2 separate regions of the Cyprinus carpio genome follow, and region 2 is linked to region 1. The links are chromatin contacts, called in public Hi-C maps. All regions are on one chromosome and are shown on one strand. The core of a region is the stretch at or near the end of the contact, and the rest is flanking DNA. Distances in the headings are between cores, read along the strand shown.

What was found. Hi-C and Micro-C count contacts between places; a contact is called where the count stands out from the background.
Region 2: a contact with region 1 is called in a Hi-C map of liver, with 4 times the contacts expected there. The contact joins the promoter of seh1l here to the enhancer-like site in region 1. A contact is called at or near these places in 3 of 8 Hi-C or Micro-C datasets (liver and skeletal muscle).

What each region holds. Positions count from the first base shown.
Region 1 is chrB19:4,709,962-4,712,730 of ASM1834038v1, forward strand. All of the region lies in intron 3 of LOC109096517 (low-density lipoprotein receptor class A domain-containing protein 4-like), which reads right to left. Among protein-coding and RNA genes, the nearest start is that of LOC109084059, 25 kb to the left of the region's middle. Within about 2 kb of position 1,435, at least 2 of the 8 cell types and tissues checked have an H3K27ac peak or open chromatin away from gene starts, as enhancers often do. A contact at or near this core is called in liver and skeletal muscle, where this site is marked.
Region 2 is chrB19:4,798,120-4,800,888 of ASM1834038v1, forward strand. seh1l (nucleoporin SEH1) reads right to left here and starts at 1,322. Exons shown (of 9, transcript XM_019075146.2): 1 at 1,039-1,322; 2 at 646-696; 3 at 351-497. The coding sequence starts at 1,149.

The DNA of each region.
Region 1 (2,769 bases), core at 185-2,684:
GCATTAAACCAAATCCTTGTTCTTTTTGATAACCTGTAACACTCGGATAAACATCACAACACAGAAGAAAACATCTGTCACTACTTCCATTTCATTGAGACTTTAAAGTACTGGTACTGAAAATAAAATTAATCAATCAACCACAATAGCTTGTCGGCTGTTGGATGACCAGTCAACCATCCTGACTCATCTCTACAGAAAGCCAGTTTTGTCAAGCCAGTAGGTTCTTTAGGTGAGCCGTCTCAAACTTTAGTTTCTGACCTTTCCATCATGATCACTTTCTCTCTACAAGAACAAGGCCATACCCAGGATGCAGCTGGGCCATGTAGTGACACTATTAAATAAGCTGCGTTGGTGCTGGCTCTTTGCCACGGCTCCTCTGGAGAGAGTGCTTGCAAGACAAGGCCCCATCTGTTGAGGGCTTGGAGGAGAGGACCAGAGACCAGACACATCCCAGGAGTTAACCCAGCACAGGAGATAAAACAGCCCAAATCTGCTGCCCCTAACTGGATTACGGCCTGGACCAACTCCAAGAGACAGACAACTGGTGGTAGATGGAGGGGGATGGGGTGGGGTGAACATGTAATTGACACATCTCAACCTCCGAGACACTAGGTTTGTGATCACAGCCAACCTAGAGTACCAGGCACCACTCAAGCACCTTTCCTCCATCCAGGACTGTCCACTGCTGCTGTAAACCACTGTAACAGTTTTCTCTAAGCCACCAGGTTAATCTTATCAGAGTAGATTCACTCTGTCCTTCTTAAAAATGGTCTGTTCTGACCTAAACAAAAGGTGATGCCATCTAATAAGGTAAAAATGGACTGTAGACAGGTTGGACACCAGGGTGGACTCAAAAGAAAAGGCTGTGAGGTACAGGTGGACAGTCCGTTCAACAGGTTGTACTATTTCATTTAACGTGATGTCGCTCAGAGTTTTTTGCTCACTCAAATTTTTTTTTAGAAATACGCTTTTTAAATGTTTTTCCAGTTAAACAATCAATGCCTGTACCTGAATCAACTCTACATTTATCCCTCACTGCTTTAATATGTCAAAGTAAATATGCCGCATAATCTAACTAGTGTCCATTAAAAGTATGGGTGTATCTGTTGTGTCTGGTCTTGATTACTTTTAGACAAATTAGCTACTACTCAGATACCAATAAAACTGAACTCAATGTGAGTCATCAGCTGTTTCATCACTAATCTAACACGCAATTTACATAAACCCGTAATCCCTATATAAAATCTTATTCCTTGAGCCTTGTTTAACCTTCCCTGTGCTAATCAGCAGGCTCAAACATCGAAGTCAGACGTGACGGCATCCCGGAAGATCTGTTAATGTGTTATGATTACAGACACAAACCCCAGACAGAGCAGACACAACAAACCGTCGTCAGCCTGTTTGCGACAGGGCAGAAGTGTAAACAGGCTGCGATAATGTGGCAACAACTGCACAACAGCGAGGGAGAGAGGCAGCTGGGCTAATTTGGGTTAGCCTTATGCGGACTCCCCGAGATCAGACAGCTCAATCCTCTTACTGCTATGTATGCTGCTCCATTGTGTTGTTAGCTAAGAGGAGATATGCGCTAACACCTGTCACAGAGCCTCTAACAGGCCCTTAGGTGAACTGGGTGCACGTTGTTCAAGCAGTCGTCACCTCGTCTCTGAGGTCAGAAAGCCCTGAAGTGTGCTAGAAACTGTGGGACTGGTCTCTTCTGCGGAGGCCATTCTGTTACTGAGCCGAAGGAAATGGAGGAGGCATTACATAAGCCTATCCAAAACTTTCCCCCCCTCTCCTCTAGCTCTCTTTTTCATACCGTGCTCACAAGCTGCAAAGACAACCAAGTCTGGCCTCCAGATCTATATTTCATGAAGCCATTTCCTGTTTCCTCCTCTCCACAGTTTCATAACAGAAGGAAAACAGCTGTGCTCTCACGATCTGGGAGGAAAGAAACGGAGCGGGTGGAGGAGGAGGAGAAGGAGGGGGAGAGAGGCTGGAGAATGGGGACTGCTGCTTGCTGCCAGCCATCTGTGCTCCGTTTCCAAATGTCTCCCCGGTACAGTACTATTCTCATGGAGTCGGGCACAGTACGTGGAGATCATGTCATGAGAGATCCAACAGTTGAACTCACAGCAGTGAGGGAAACTTCTTAGAATGGGCTTTGAATTCATACCAAAGCACACATTACACAACAGGTTTCCAAGGGAAAGAGCGTGTGTGCAGTGAACGACTAATTTCCAAATGACTTCATCGGCATGGCAAGACAGTGGGGATGAGAGAAAAACATTGAAAGTTTCCTTGCGTCCTCTCTAGTTTGGGCCAGCACGTGCTGCAAGGAGTACAAACGACACTAAAAGTGAGCATCCCCAGTAGATTCCATGCACAAACCTGCAGCTGAACATACAGCCACCCATGTTGGCCTTCATGATTGTGGGTTGCACTGGTAACTGGAGAAAAAACAGAGATGGACATATCCAGTCATAATAACACTGCTTCATAAAGCACAAGCCTTAATCTAGTTAACCATCCATTCATCCACGTCACTGCGCGCACCAGACAACAAAGGCATTATGGGAACTTCAGAGGGGACGCATTGCCCCCTCCTCCTGTGTTATCTGAGTTATCCCATCAGAATGCCAGACAAAAGGCAAGGGCACAAGCCAGACGCCCATGTGGGACAGAGACTTGCGAGATGGCAGGTTTCACCCAGAAACACAATCATATGGGAAGACTGAACCATGCAGCACTGCAGCAGTAAATGCCCCT
Region 2 (2,769 bases), core at 72-2,571, 88 kb after region 1:
ATACGGAAATATTCATCAACTCATTCTCCACAGTAGAAATACACTGATACCAGCTGTGCTTTGTGTGCATTTTCAGTAACAGTAACAATAATAATACATCATGACTACTGTTATACAATCCCACTCAGAGCTATGAAGCAACCGATTTTCAGTTGCAAAGAAATTAGTCTGATTTAGGGGTCAAAAATGAAAATAATTTCGATACTGTTCAGATTTTATGCCCTTTATGTTGTAGCAATTTTTCCTTGCGATATAAAAAATACATTAGCACTATTTTTCAAGGAATTGTGTAGAAGTTAGAAAACCTATATCATGACAATGGTAACAAAAAATAAAAAAATTTTACACACCCAGTGACTTTGTCCCCGCTGTTTGTCATTGGATTCTCCGACGATCTCCTCCCATACAGCAGCGGTGCGGTCGAAGGAGCAAGACGCCAGCACCTGACCGAACTCAGGGTGCGCCCAGGTCACCCTCCACACCGACCCACTGTGGGTCTACAACATCTGGTTACACTAACTGACCATTTAGGACGGCCGTATGCACACAAAATGATCTACATGTAAATGCACCTACTGTACCCCACATACTGACTTTTGCATTTTAGGTTTGAATAGAGATTTACGTAAGAAAAATACTTGATACCTTCCAGCTAGCAGTACAGTGCCATTCTCCGTCGTCACCTTTGTCCCAGACCTAAAACAGTATAAAAGGGGTGGAAAAGACAGAATGCTTGTCAATAAAATGTGGAACAATTACATAAGCTAAAGAGCCACATGCTGCAAAGAATGAAACCTTCAAGACTCAAAAGCCTTTATAAATGACTGGATTTTAAGTAAAGCTTAAAGCAGCTTTAAACAGGACGAGAAATGCCTTTTTTAGTCATTAAAGGGTCTCTGTCTCTGGCTGTGTCTCGAAACCCAGTAAACAGCCCTAACAGAGCGGTATTTGGGTGTCACGGGGTTCTCAGTGCTGTCTATGTCAGTTCACTGTAGGTCTATGGAGACAGTGCAGTGCAGTGAAGCGGTGTTTTCTTGCCTTGACGCTCTGGTCGCTGGAGCAGGTCGCCATCCTCCGACCGTGGAAGTCATAAGAAACATCGTGAATCAGATCTTTGTGATCCGCTGCGATGCTCTTCGCCACGAACATCTTCTAAACTACTTCTTAATAAAGAAAATACCTCACACAATTCAGTTAATAAAAAAGCAGAGGGTCATTTGGTCAAACTTCAGCAAAAATGGTCCAGCGGTGCCGTGTTTCTTTACTGGAATCGTTGCTCGCTCGCTGCTTTGTTGCAGATGAAAGCCTTTGAGAGCTGATTACTGCCACCTTCTGCACGAGCGGACTTACTGCTGCCAATATCACAGAAACTGACATACACTGAGGTGTGCATGAACATCAAATGTCTACAAACACTATTCGATCTTGCCAGATTTAACAAAACAAGCATCTTATGTTTTGATATAGTAATTATGTATTCAATATAAGGTCTTGAATCTTAATTTTCTTTCTTTCTTGACATTTTCTTGACATTTTGTTTTCTTTTAAGGGGTCATATGATGCTGCTAAAAAGATTATTTTGTATATTTGGTATAATGAAATGTGTTTATGTGGTTTAAGGTTAACATACACATACTGTACATTATTGTTTCTCCTCTATGCCCAGCCTTTCTGAAACAAGTCATTTTTTACAAAGCTCATCGTTCTGAAAAGCGAGGTGTGCTCTGATTGGCCAGCTATCCAGCGTGTTGTGATTGGCCGAATGCTTCAAGCCTGTGATGGAAATGTTACGCCCCTTAACGTACTGTGAAGCCTGTCCCAGCACGACCAGAAAAAACCAATAAAACCCATTACAAACGAGGCATTTGTTGCATCTAGTGGGGACATAATTACTGATTATAATGACTTCTACTGTCTTTTTACGCGTTGCGTTGCATAACGTGCTGCGTAAACATAAAACCATGTCTGCATTTGTGATCTGAGAAACAACAAACAACAAGCGCTACTCTACACTTAAAACTTGCATTTCAATCATCAGTGGCAAATTATTTTAATATGTAAAAGTACTTACAGTCTGCAAATCAGAACAACAGGGCCATTGTAGTCTACTCTCCAAGGATCAGGAAACAGTCCTCCATAAAATGTGTTGCACACCCTTACCAAATAGTAGTATACTTCAAGTTTATTTTATTAAGTATACTTAAGTAAAGTTCAAGTATATTTTTAAGTATACTTTATGTAGCAAGTATACAAATTTTATTATTAATTAATTAATTAAAATTATACTTGTAAGTGTACTGTTTCAATACTTCTTGGGACTAAATTGGTCCATTTTCTAGTATAAAAAAGAATACTTTTAAGTATACTTTAAGTATAACAGTAGCAAACTTTGAGTACACAACTAGTTTACCTCTATGTTTGTAGTTTGTACTGCAATTATACCAAAAGTCAACTTATAGGTATACTGATCGTTTACTAATTAAATACTTTGTACACTTTGAAGTATACTCTCAGTAAACTACTAGTTTAGTAGTTTTATACTGCAAGTATACTCATAAGTTGTCTTTAAGTGAACTTTACATCATACTTTAAAAAATACTACTATGTCCCTATTTAGGTTTTAATTTGTATATATTTTGCTATATGAGACTTATATATATTTTGCTATATGAGAATGAGACTTGGATCAAACCTGAAGACACTGCCACTCCCGCAGCCCTCTCCACTCATTTCACTTGTTCCCACACCCCTCATACGACTGGGAGGGGT